3 separate regions of the Mus musculus genome follow, and regions 2 and 3 are each linked to region 1. The links are chromatin contacts, called in public HiChIP or PLAC-seq maps. All regions are on one chromosome and are shown on one strand. The core of a region is the stretch at or near the end of the contact, and the rest is flanking DNA. Distances in the headings are between cores, read along the strand shown. Region 1 overlaps F630040K05Rik (RIKEN cDNA F630040K05 gene). Region 2 has its middle 35 kb from the start of Vegfa. Region 3 has its middle 19 kb from the start of Vegfa.

Evidence for each region. HiChIP or PLAC-seq counts read pairs in DNA pulled down with a chosen protein or histone mark.
Region 2: a contact with region 1 is called in an H3K27ac HiChIP or PLAC-seq map of embryonic stem cells, with 6 read pairs. The contact joins two enhancer-like sites. A contact is called at or near these places in 3 of 484 Hi-C or Micro-C datasets (bone marrow-derived macrophages, liver and nephron progenitors), 3 of 115 datasets of contacts at active chromatin or transcription factors (embryonic basal ganglia, embryonic stem cells and pancreatic cancer cells) and 1 of 9 other capture datasets (embryonic stem cells).
Region 3: an H3K27ac HiChIP or PLAC-seq map of acute myeloid leukemia shows a contact between it and region 1, with 3 times the contacts expected there. The contact joins two enhancer-like sites. A contact is called at or near these places in 9 of 39 promoter capture datasets (the SN4741 cell line, embryonic stem cells, frontonasal cranial neural crest and 3 more), 1 of 15 datasets of contacts at CTCF or cohesin (the NIH/3T3 cell line), 4 of 484 Hi-C or Micro-C datasets (the 3T3-L1 cell line, bone marrow-derived macrophages and nephron progenitors), 17 of 115 datasets of contacts at active chromatin or transcription factors (acute myeloid leukemia, bone marrow-derived macrophages, craniofacial prominence and 11 more) and 3 of 9 other capture datasets (adipose tissue, embryonic stem cells and liver).

What each region holds. Positions count from the first base shown.
Region 1 is chr17:45,765,222-45,769,321 of GRCm38.p6, reverse strand. All of the region lies in intron 2 of F630040K05Rik (RIKEN cDNA F630040K05 gene), which reads right to left. Among named protein-coding and RNA genes, the nearest start is that of Gm46607, 21 kb to the left of the region's middle. Within about 2 kb of position 1,886, at least 230 of the 459 cell types and tissues checked have an H3K27ac peak or open chromatin away from gene starts, as enhancers often do. A contact at or near this core is called in acute myeloid leukemia, embryonic stem cells and liver, where this site is marked.
Region 2 is chr17:45,995,239-45,999,236 of GRCm38.p6, reverse strand. No RefSeq gene overlaps it. Among named protein-coding and RNA genes, the nearest start is that of Vegfa, 35 kb to the left of the region's middle. Within about 2 kb of position 2,031, at least 23 of the 459 cell types and tissues checked have an H3K27ac peak or open chromatin away from gene starts, as enhancers often do. A contact at or near this core is called in embryonic stem cells and liver, where this site is marked.
Region 3 is chr17:46,011,681-46,015,715 of GRCm38.p6, reverse strand. No RefSeq gene overlaps it. Among named protein-coding and RNA genes, the nearest start is that of Vegfa, 19 kb to the left of the region's middle. Within about 2 kb of position 1,960, at least 31 of the 459 cell types and tissues checked have an H3K27ac peak or open chromatin away from gene starts, as enhancers often do. A contact at or near this core is called in acute myeloid leukemia, where this site is marked.

The sequences.
Region 1 (4,100 bases), core at 637-3,136:
GACCACCTACTCTAGGGAGCTCCTCTCCTTCAGCGAATCCTTCCAGGAAATGCCTTGGAACACCCACCCAGAGCCACCTCCCATCCGTCTTGGAACCTAGGTCCAATCAAGTTGAAAAAATCACTGCCCGTCTGTACCAGTTTGCAGGAGCTGCTCACCAATGCTTCGGGGAAAGATGGAGGAGGGTGGAGAGGAAGAGGGAATGGAAGAAGGAGGGAGGGGAAAGAGGGAAGAGGGTGAAAGGAGGAGGTGGGAGAGAGGAAGAAGACAAGAGGAAGAGAAGGAAGAAAGGAAAAGGGAGTGAACAGGGGGAGGGAGAAACAAGAGGGAGTTGAGCAAAAGAGAGAGAAAGGAGGGGGAGACAAGGGGAAGACAAGATTGGAGGGAGGGACCTATTGGGTCTTCTTCATCTCTGCCCCATTGCCAGGCTTAGGAGGACACAGAGTAGATGTGACATGCTAGGGAAGAAAGTTGAAATGGACTTCTTGACATCAAACCAGGCCTCCTGGGACTAGAAAGATGGCTCAGCAGTTAAGAGTGCTAACTTCTCAGACCTGAGTTCAAGTCCCAGCAAGCACATGGTGGCTCACAACCATCTGTAATGGGATCCAATGCCCTCTTCTGGTGTGTCTGAAGATAGTGACAGTGTACTCACATACATAAAATAAATAAATCTTTAAAAAAAACATGAAGAAGAGGAGGAGGAAGGAGGGGGAGGAGGGAGGAGGAAGAAGGAGGGGTAGAGGGAGGAAGGAGAAGGAGGAGGAGGAGGAGGAGGAGGAGGAGGAGAAGGAGAAGGAGAAGGAGAAGGAGAAGGAGAAGGAGAAGGAGAAGGAGAAGGAGAAGGAGAAGGAGAAGGAGAAGGAGAAGGAGAAGAAGAAGAAGAAGAAGAAGAAGAAGAAGAAGAAGAAGAAGAAGAAGAAGCAGAAGCAGCAGCAGCAGCAGCAGCAGCCGTGCCAGGCTTCTTGCAGGACCTGAGCATTCATGACAAGGCTGTCATACATCTGCCTGCAGCTCCAGTGGAGGTGCTGGAGTCAGAGAGGTAGGCTATACAGAGGCAGCCAAGGCCATGAGGCACCCTCTGGGACATGTGGGTGGCTGAACCTCCCAGTTTGGCCTCATAGCACTGCCAGTGGGAGTCAAGATGGGGCTCGATTTTAGAGCACAGGTAGGATACAGGTCTTAGGAGCAGAGAACCAGAATGAGGGGGAGATGAAGGTCCCTGGAAGGCAAGAGAAGTCTCTACAAAGTCCCTAGCCCAGTGTGGGAGGCCCGAACCTGATCAGACCTATAGCTTCAGGAAGGTGTGTGAGTTTACATGAATGAACCCTTCTAGCCTCAAACAAAAGCCTGAGGCCACAGCCCAGTGGACAGAACATCCACTTCCTTCCTGGGGCAGCTGGGAGCTACAAGGCACTGGAGAGAGGCCGGCCATATGGGGTGCCCTGGGAGTGGCTACTGTAGCCACGGGGGGGGGGGGGGGGGGGGGGGACTGAAATGAGGAGCCTCCTCAATCACTGGTCTGAGATGAAGGCGGAGCCGTCCACCTGCCTGGCGGGATGGGACTTAGAGGTTGAAGAAGAAAGTCAAAAGGCAGAGGCTTCTGGGTTTGGGGGTGGAGCTTAGAGCAGGGGATGAGCAGGTAATCGGACGGACAGCCCCTCCTCCAGCAACCTCCACCTCAGCCGCTCATACCTGGGGAAGTGACAAGTGTTTAACAACCACTCATACAGATTGAGGTCAAGTTCAAGGGTCAAACAAACAAGAATTCATTGACTCTCAGAAAGAAAAAAAACAGAAAACGAAAGCTATGACGTCAGTCCTATGGATATCCTAGTCACAGGTGGGAGGCACCAGAGAAGTTATCAGTACCAAGTGGCTCAATACCACGTGGCTGAACCAGGATTTGAACCTGGCATAATATTGCTCCCCCTGAGCCCTATTGCTATTGTGACTTCAAGACCTAGCTGGGACCAGAGAGAGTCGGGAACAAGAGTCTGAGATCAGGACTGACCTGCCTCTTTAGAAAGCCTTGGCCTTTCAAGCAGAGGTCATGGGGCCTCTCCCAGTGAGAGCCCTGGGCTGGGCAGGAAGCTGCTAATACAGTTGCTCTCCTTTGCTGAAGTTGGAGTTGGCTCAAGTCCAAGGGGTGTGCCTGTAATGACAAGGGCCTGGGCCAATAGCAGGGCCCCAGCCACCCCCACTCTGGCTTGCCAGTGAGAAAGAAAACCCCTCCTGGGTGTTTCTATTCTCTGAGAAGAAAGTGAGGCGGGAAGAAAAGCTGGCAGGAAACACACTGATGTTGCTACTTCATTGAATAAACCAATCCAGTCCTGCGGTTCCCTCCCGCTGTCCCCTCAAGGGAAATCCAGGCCAGGCCTGAGGCTGGGAACAGTAAAAACTGTCCAAAGGACCTCCCAGTCTCCAGCTTCCCAGTGGAGCCTCAGCGATGACGGGGTCCATTCTCCTGGAATCAGCGGCAGCCCTCCTCAGCTCTGCTCCACTCTCCACGGTCAAGTTGGGGCACTCTGGACACTCCCACAGCTCGATGAGAAGGAGGTCCCCCCAAAATGCATGGCTGTTATCTTGCACTCCTAATCCAGGTCATGGATTCGAGCCATGGGAATGGGGAACTTCAGTTTACAAGATCTGTCCTAAGAAGTACTGGCATGTGACCTCCTCCCCAAAAAAGGAGCATGTGCCTTTCAAAACGGGCAGGGGGGGGGTTGAGGGGGCAGATTTGACTCCTCATTACCCCACCCCCTCAAACACTCACATGGGCTCATATGCACCTTGGTATACACCCTTACACTCATTCACTCACATGAGCTGTTGTGCATATATTCTCACACCTACACAACCTATACCTACACACACACACACACACACACTCATGTAGACTCACTTTACATTCATGCATATACACAGACTCGTAGACACAACCATGCACACACAAACACATGCTCACGTGCACTTTCTATGCACATCAAGACACACTCAGGTACATAGATAGGCACATACGTACTACATATGTTTTACATGTACACATCCACATTGTGCCTGAGCCTCTTTCAGCACACCTACCCCACAGGGGCCAGGGAGCGGTTAGAAGCATGGGAATTCGAAAGTATCTGGGTGGATAGGCTGGGTGGTGGCTGCCAAGGGGCAGGCAGAGCCTGGGATCAGGCTGGGAGCCCAGGAACAGGGGTGGCAATGTGGGCTGCCATGCAGAGGCAGGAATATGAATGAAAAATGCCCTGCTCCTGCCCCTTGGCTAGCCTGGTCAGGCCAGCCTTCATGGCTGTTCTGTCTCAGGCACTTCAGGCAAGGTTCCCAGGACTGCCTGAACTCAAGCCCTGCCAACCAGCATTCTAGCCTTTCTACCTTCCCCCACCCCTCAGGTAGAAGTGAGACGAAGGAAAGTCCCCAAACCTCTGGTGTCCGTCCCTCCATCTAACAGGACAAAGCTGACCCCCAAAGCCAGGCTCCCTCAGTCGCCCCCACCCTCTGCAGGTTGCTTGGTCAGTACAGGGCTCAGCCTACCTGTCCTTCAGCTATGACACCAGCTCTACCTATTCCTGGTGGCATCTGCCCTTCTCATGCACTGAGCTCAGTTTAAGGCAGGCTGTTTCCCTCTCTAGGCCTTCAAAAAAGACAATGGGAACCACGAGTTCTTTTACTCTTGAAGGACCAATGAGGGCTGGTGATGGAGCTCAGTTGCCTGATAGCATGCTTTGTTAGCATGCACAAAAGCCTTGGGTTCAATTCCCAGTAATACATATGCACTGGTCATGGCGGTACACACTTGTAATCCCAGCACTGGGGAGGTGACACAGAAAAATTAGAAATCCAAGGATAGCCCCAGCTTCAAGGAGGCTAGCCTGGACTACATAAGGCCATATTTCATGAACAGAAAAAAAAAGACAAATGAACGGCACATGAACACACATATGAGAGTGTATGCATTCTTGTGACTGTTCATGCACGCACGAGCACTCTCGCGCGCACAGAGCAGGGCCACCCCACATGGCTATGACCCCTGAACTTAGAAAGAAGACCAGCCATTCCTCTCGGGAACTTGAAGCACACACACCCCCTAC
Region 2 (3,998 bases), core at 782-3,281, 230 kb before region 1:
TTTAATACCTGTGCTGGGATTGGCACCGTCATCACCATCACCCAGCTTTTCTTTGTTTTGTTTATTGTGTTCTGTTCTTTTTAGAAGGAGTTAAAAGAGACCTTCCTTGTGCATCCTCATCCCCACAGTATGGCACCACCAGGGGCTGGAGAGAGACCTTACCGCTTTTCCAGAAGTCCTGAGTTCTGTTTCCAGCACCCACATCAGGCAGCTTAAAACTGCCTGTAACTCCAGCTCCAGGAGAACCAATGTCTCTTTTAGCTTCTGTGGACACCTGCACACCTCTCTCTCTCTCTCTCTCTCTCTCTCTCTCTCTCTCTCTCTCTCACACACACACACACACACACACACACACACACACACTGAGGTACAGTGGGAAGAGAATAAATCTTCTTTTAAGAATACGACATCACTAAGTTCTCAGTCACTCTCCCTGTGGTATTTATCTCTAGCAAGGCTTGATTTGTCTTTCTTCCTTTGGGATTTCTGGGCGGCAGGAAGCTTGTCTGGGTGATTGTCCTGACTGTTTGTCCCCATGGGGTGGGGCTCAGTAATCATTGATTGATTGAACGAATGAATGAATGCTCCAACTCTGCATCAGAGTTTCTGGAGATTCACAGCGTCTTACATAATCAGGACCTTGGTGACCTTGTTTGCACTCTTAACTCCAAGGCTATTCGGCATGCTCGGCCAATGTAATTAAAGCTCACTTAGCCCTGGTGGCCCCTTCTCTCCCTAGTGAGGCACTGCAGGGATGCACAGTAGGCCAATTGCACACTTCCTGGGATGGAGTCAGGACAGGCCACCTGGCTGCTGTTCTGATTATCTCAGAGACTTTAAGCAAGTCAGCATACCTAACTCCATTTACGGTTCTTGTCAGAAAAGATAAAGAGATGTACAGATGCTCTCTACGATTCTGTTTGACTTTCAAAGACCAGCTCCGGACCCAGCTGTGGGCAGCAGTTGAGAAGGAGGAGAAAGGCTGGGGGTGGGTGGGGGAGGGGCAAGTAGCAAAAAGGACTTTTCCAGGAAGGTTCAGGTCACCTGCTTATTTCTTCTAGAGCCTCGGGGAGAGGGCTCTGGAAGATTCTGGGTAAGGTTAGGTTTGGAAGTTCAGTCTATAATACCCTAGAAGCATAACTGAATGATTGCGACAACTCTCTCTCTCTCTCTCTCTCTCTCTCTCTCTCTCTCTCTCTCTCTCTCTCTGTCTCTCTCTTTCAGCTGTTTGGCCTGGAACACACAGAGCCCTGAGACCGTCTGTGGTCTCATCAGTATACGAATGAACATATTTTTTGGGGATGATGTCTTTAGTTTTCATGGGATCCCTAAGGGATGTGTGTCCCCCAATACTGAAGAGCTCATATGTAGCAGGCTAGGCTGACCCCATAAGAAGAGTAATCAAAGAGATGAGGGTGAGCAGAGACAGGCCCCAGTTCTCCGTGTTTTCATGTCCCTGTGGGTCTTCATCCCTTACAAGGAGGGGGGGTGACCTGCAGGAAGATCTGGCTGCCTTTACGACGTGAATGTTACGGCCATTTGGTAGGCCTGTGCACCTCTGTTCTATGGTGACTCCGCAGGCCGTGATGCCCGTGTGCAGCAGGGAGAGCAGAGGCACACTGTTGGCTGAGGGATCCCAGGCCTTCCCTTTGAAGAGTCCAGCAGGATGACAACCCACCGAGGCTGGCTGCCGCCTCCACTCTTCCTCCCTATGAGGGGTGCCGAGGTGGCTCCTGTCAGTAGGTTGTGCTGACTCTAAAGCAGGCTGTGGGTGCTGAGAGAAACGATGGTGTCCATGTCAGACTCCTCAGCTGCTCACAGACCTGCTGCACTAGGGGCTCTTGGGGTTGCTGGAGTGAGAACTGGGGAAGGGATGGGGGTTGGGGGAGGGAGAGACATTCTCCAAGGGGAAGGCATCCTCTGGGTGGGTAATCCCTGAACAACGGAGTATTTATAGCACTGTCTACGACTGCAGTGCAGGTGTGTGTTCTCCACTGGACTTTGGGCTTTACTGCAGGCCTCAGGCCTGGGAGACTTTTTGGAATGTGCCCCTTGTCTTCTAAGGCCACCTTTGGCCTCACCTGCTGTTTACCTTCCTCTTGGAGTCTCTTTGCCGCCGCCGCCAACCCCCTTCCCCTTTGGCAGACTGAGTGAGTGCCAGGAAATTGTTGGTCAAAGGTGAGGTCACTAAGAGCCTAGAAAAACAACAGGTCACCATTAACCTTGTCTACCTTCCAGGTGTCTTCTGCTTCACGCAAGCTCCTTCCTCCCTCCCTCCGCATCCCCAGCACTTGTTGTTCCGGGAGAAGCGATGCTGGCAGATTTTGGGGTGTGTTTGGGTTGGGGCAGATCCTGTAAGACTGACCATCTTGAGGCATTCCTCATTACTATTTCTGACTGGTGAGATATAGTTTTCAGGTATTATCTCAGATTGCATGGCCACCTGAGCTTAGATGCTGGCTATCCAGTAAAGCCCAAGGGACGCTGAGAGAAAGATGGTGTTCATTTGCCAACATATTCTCAGGGCCTGTCTTTTCATAATGTTTGTTTCACTGGATGGAGGAATGGATGGATCATAGATAGGTGGGTGGTTGGGTGCAAATAAATAAGTAGAGGGGTGGGTGCGTGTTTGTGGATACATACATGAATGGCTCTCTGGGTTAGTGGGATGAGCAGGTGGTGATGGATGGTTGGATGAGTAGGTAGATATGGACAGATGGGTGTTTGGATTGATGGGTGAATAGATAGGTAGGTGAAGATTGGTTGGTTGGTTGGTTGGAAGGGTAAATGAGTTGTGTGAGTGGGTAGATGGGTGGATGTATGCATGGCTGGATGGGTTGGTTGGTGGAAAGACGAAAAGTGAATCTGTTGAGTGGCAGATTGGATGGGTGGTAGATGAATGGATGAATAGATAGATAGAGGGATGGCTGGACTGATGGTTAAATAGGTCAGTAGATGAGCAGATATATGAATGGCTGGGTGTTTGGAAGGATAGATGAATGGTTGGGTAAGTGGTATGATGGATGGATTTGCGGGTAGATTCATGGGTGTTTGAATTGTTGGACAGATAGATGAGTGAGGATAGATGGATTGATGGTTGGTGGGCCGGTAGATGAATGGATAGATGAATGGATGATGGGTAGTTGGACAGATGAAAGGATGAATGGATAGGTGTAGGTAGATGGTTGGATGGAGGGGTAGATGGGTGGCTAGGAAGATGGCCAGAAAGATGGAAGGTTGGGAGGATGAGTAGCTGGGTAGCTGGGCAGACTGGTAGGTAGTTGGATGGGTTGATGATGATGGATGATGGTTAGGTAAATATTTGAGTGAATAAATGGATAGGTGGGAGTGGTATTCTGGGTTCTATGGTTGAGAGCTCTCCTCCTCTGGGAATCCCCTTGAGAAAACGTCTTCCCTACTGTCTACATATCTGCATTCCCATTGTTTTGTTGATATGATCTTGATTTCTTTACTGATCCTCTCAGATGATTTCAGATGGTTGTGTTCAAGCCAGTGAGAGACAGAGTCTTCTAATTCTCCATGTTGCCCACTAATGCTTGCCCTGGTACCTGCACACTGTTGGATGCTTACCAGACTATGGGATCTGGACAAAAGAGGCAGGGGTGGGCTGTGGTCGGTTGTTCTTACAAGATGATTCACTTTTTTGGTGAAAGAGCTTAGCTCCTACCTCTTTGGTCAATCCCACACACCACATCTCAGACCTGGGATTTCTTTCTGTACAGACTTGGTCATCAAAACCAGTTGACAGTCACTTGTGTATTCTCTCCCAAGCTGTTTGCTATGTGCCTCTAATGTATCAGATGCTGTGCTTGATAGAGCTGAAGGTGGAGGTGGTATAAGGAATGTCTCATCTGCCAGAGGTGCACCTAAATTCTGGAGCTTGAGGTCAGGATATCAGAGAAGACTTCCCAGAGAGATAGTGGCCCTGGAACCCTTGCTAAACCCTTATTCGAACTTTTTGTTGAGAGAGCGTAAGT
Region 3 (4,035 bases), core at 711-3,210, 250 kb before region 1:
CACACCCCATCCCACCTCAGGTGTTCAGCTTTCAAAACCTTTAAGTCTCGTTCCTTTCTCAAGGAGGCTCCTCTTGACCACGACACATAAGACCAACCCGACTCTGCCTTTGGCTCTCCCCTTTTTAATCGCGTGCAGTATATGTTCACAGGCATGTGTGGAAGCCAGCGGCCAACGTTAGATGTCTCTTCAATTGCTCTCCACTGTATTTCCCAGAGTCTCTCACTGAACCTGGGGCTCACTGGTTTGGCTAGACTGGCTGGCCAGCGAGCCCCAGGGGGTTCACTGTGTCCACCTTCCTAGCTTGGGAACTACAGGTACTAGCCTCTGTGCTTGGCTTTTTATGTCGTGAGTTCTAAGCTTAGGTCGTTGTTTTATGGCAAGATTTTTATTTATTGAGCCATCTCCTCCTCTTCCTCCTCCTTTTGATCCAAGATCTCACTATGTAGTTGTCCTGGAACTGTAGACCAGGCTGGCCTTGAACTCACAGAAATCTGCCTGCCTCTGTCTCCTGAGTGCTGGGATTAACGGCGTGTGCTACCAAGCTCAGCTCTCCACATCCTTCCCAGGGCCTGCTGTTCTGCTATCTTCTTGCTTAGTCAGCAACAGTGTCAGCCAATAGAAATAGCACAAGGGCCACATGTAAGTTATTTGCTGGTTTGATCTGGTGTTGGGAAATTAAACCCAGCATTTCATGAGTGCTAAGAATAAGCCAGATTCCCAGGCCATACACTTAAATTTCTCTAGAAGCCAGATTTTAAAAGAAACAGGTAAAATGCATATTCACTTTATGCGTTATTTAGCCTCACGTATGTGAAATGTCACCTAAACCTTTTGTTAAAATGGAAATTATTAGTGAGAAATTATTAGGGCCACAATTTTTTTTTTTTGAGACAAGGTCTCATTGCTGCTCCAGTTAGCCTAGAACTCACTCTGAAGACCAGGCTAGATTTGAACTCACAGAGATCTGCCTGCCTCTGCCTGCTGAGTGGTGGGATCAAAAGCTTTATGGCACCACACTTGGTCTTGGTATGTATTTTGTTGTTGTTGGTGTGTTTTTGTTTTTGTTTTGTTTGTTTGTTTGTTTGTTTACTTCTTGTTGGCTATTTTTAGAGAGAGAGTTCATATGTAGCTTTGTCTGTCCTGGAACTCACTATGTAGACCGGGTTGGCCTTGAACTCATAAAGATTCATCTACCTCTGTCTCCCAAGCACTGGATTAAAGGCGTGGGCCATCATGCCTGGCTGCCTCAGTATGCAGTTCATACTTATCACATGTCAGAATTAGTAGTGACCACATCTTAGGAGCTTGATATACATTCATGCCTGGGTCGTCTTTTCTTTGCCAACACACACACACACACACACACACACACACACACACACACACACACAGACACAGACACAGACACAGACACAGACACACACACACACACACACACACACACACACACACACACACACACAGGTTTGAAAGTGGAGTCTTCATCTCAAGACTGTGGCAGTGAGGTGTCTGTAGAGTCCCAGGAGAGGTCCATGAGGACTGGCTGGATAGGTGGGGGTCTAGCAGGGGTAGTAGGGACTGGAAGCGATGGTCTCTTCCCTGAGGCCATATTGTCTCCTTTAACCGCCCTAGTGATAGAGCTTGTTACTAATTGCTTAGCAGAGGAGAGACTTGGGGCCCAGAGAAGGTAAATAGTTTGCCTGAATTTCTACACAGCCTGTAAACAGCCTGGTGAGAATTTAAGCCAGTTTTCTTGACTCCGACTCAAGTGCTCTTCCCACCCACCACAGCTGCCCCGGGCTAGGGCAGGACACCAACAAATAAAATCGAGGCGTCTAGACTGAATACAAACAGGCCGGGGAAAGTGGGACAGGGGAAGGATGTAGAGGTAGCCAAACCCAGGGCCCAAATCCAACTTCCCTATGCACGGTAAGGCTAGTCGAGCAACGTCTCCAGGGGCTGGGGCTCGTCAGTTGAAGATCGGAAACCTAAGCACGCAAGAGGTTGCAACACGCGGCCTTGGACAAGAGGAACAGTCTTGAAATAGACGATGGAGAAAAAATAAAATGCTTTCTCCTGTCTGTATGTGCAGGATCCCGTGGGGCCCACAGATCGAGGCTAAGACCTACCCTACCCTGGACTCTGTCTCTATGTTTTCTTCTTTTTTTTTCCCCCCAAAAGGCTCTTAAACAGTCACGGCTCACAAAAGCCTCCAGACTCCAAAGTTTAGTTCACTGGTTCTCAACCTCCCCAATGCTTCAGCTCTTTAATATGGTTCCTCATGTTGTGGTGACCTCCAACCATAAAATTATTTCACTGCTACTTCCTATCTGTAACTTTGCTATAGTTATGAATCGCAATGTAGGATAAATATCTGGTGTGCAGGACATCTGATACGGGACCACAAGGAGATTGTGACCCATAGGTTGAAAGCCAGTGCTTTAGAGTCTTTTCCTTCTTCAAGAAGCCACTGGGTCCACTCATTTTCTTCTCACAGCTTCTCCCATAAGATGGGTGGTTGACTCCAGCAGTAACAGGTGACCCTGGGCACACACCACCTATTAGGATTGTCATGGTGACATATCTGGAATTCTTCCTTTCGCTTCATGTTGTGGCTCTTAACACCAGCCAGTCAACCTTACTCTTTCCATCTGTGATGGCTTCCAGGGGAAGAATGTTAACATCAGAAGGAAAAGTTTAGCATTTCCGGGACTCGGTTTCCGCAGCCATCATGCTGTCTGATTTCACTCTCTTGGAAGGGAGTTCAACTCCCCTGCCAGGAGACAGGAGAGGGAGAAGGAAGGGGAGAAAGGGTTACAGACCTCCAGTGCTCCTACCTCCCCAAGCAGAGGGCCCAGACGTAAGTGAATTTACTGGGGTTCTTTAGTCCCAGGGAACCAGTCTAGTAAAGCTACTGTCTGCCCAAAACTACAGTGGCAAGCTAAGTTAGGGGCTGCAGGGAGCACACGGTGTTGCTCATGTTTCTTGAATGAAGAGTGTAATGGCTCTAGTGATGTCTATCCAAAAGAACACGGGTCTCACCTACAGGCCGAGGATGAGAAGAGCCAGGGAGAAAAGACCGAGCAAGCTTCAGGAAGAGGCTGCGGATCTTTCCTATCCATACTCCAGCACTTTGAGGGCTGGCCAAGTGTGCTGTGCCTTGGTACTGAAAGAGAACTCATGGGATCTAGCAGCCTTTGCTTATGCTAGCCGAAAGATGAAGGCTAAGCAAAGCAACCCTCGGAAGGCCCCACCAGGCTGCCTTCAGTCACTGCGAGATTGTTCAGCTGCGTCCACAGGACGTTATCTGTCAGGATGGGGATTACGTGTGGCCAGGAGAGGAAACAGTAAATATTTATAATCTGCCTGGACTTGGGAAATGCAAGACAAAGACAGCTTGGGGGAGAATGGACAGTGGGGATGTGGGGGAAGAACAGAAGTGATTCCGATGGGAAAGAATTTGGATTGAGCAAGAGCATCTTTAGGAGCAAAGCTGGGCATGGGTCTTCCTCTCCAGGATGGAAGGGCTGGATCCAAAGATTACCTGATTATCTGTCTGTCTGTCTATCTATCTGTCTATCTATCCATCTGTCTATCCATCTGTCTATCTATCTGTCTATCTATCTGTCTATCTATCTATCTATCTATCTATCTATCTATCTGTCTGTCTGTCTGTCTGTCTGTCTGTCTGTCTGTCTGTCTGTCTGTCTGTCTGTCCGTCTGTCCGTCCACCTACCTACCTACCTACCTACCTACCTACCTACCTACCTACCTATTTATTCTTCTCTTATATATTATGTCTAGACTGCAGTTTCCCCTTCCTCCTCTCCTTCCAGTCCCTCCCTCCTCCCTCACCTGTCCCCAGATCCTCTCCTCCTCCATTTCCCTTCAGAAAAGAGCAGGAAGCTCCACCAAACATGGCCTAGCAAGTTACAGCATGACTAGGCACAAACCCTTATTTCAAGGTTGGAAGAGGCAGCCCAGTAAGAGGAGAAGGGTCCCCAGAGCAGGCAAGAGTCAAAGACCCCCCCC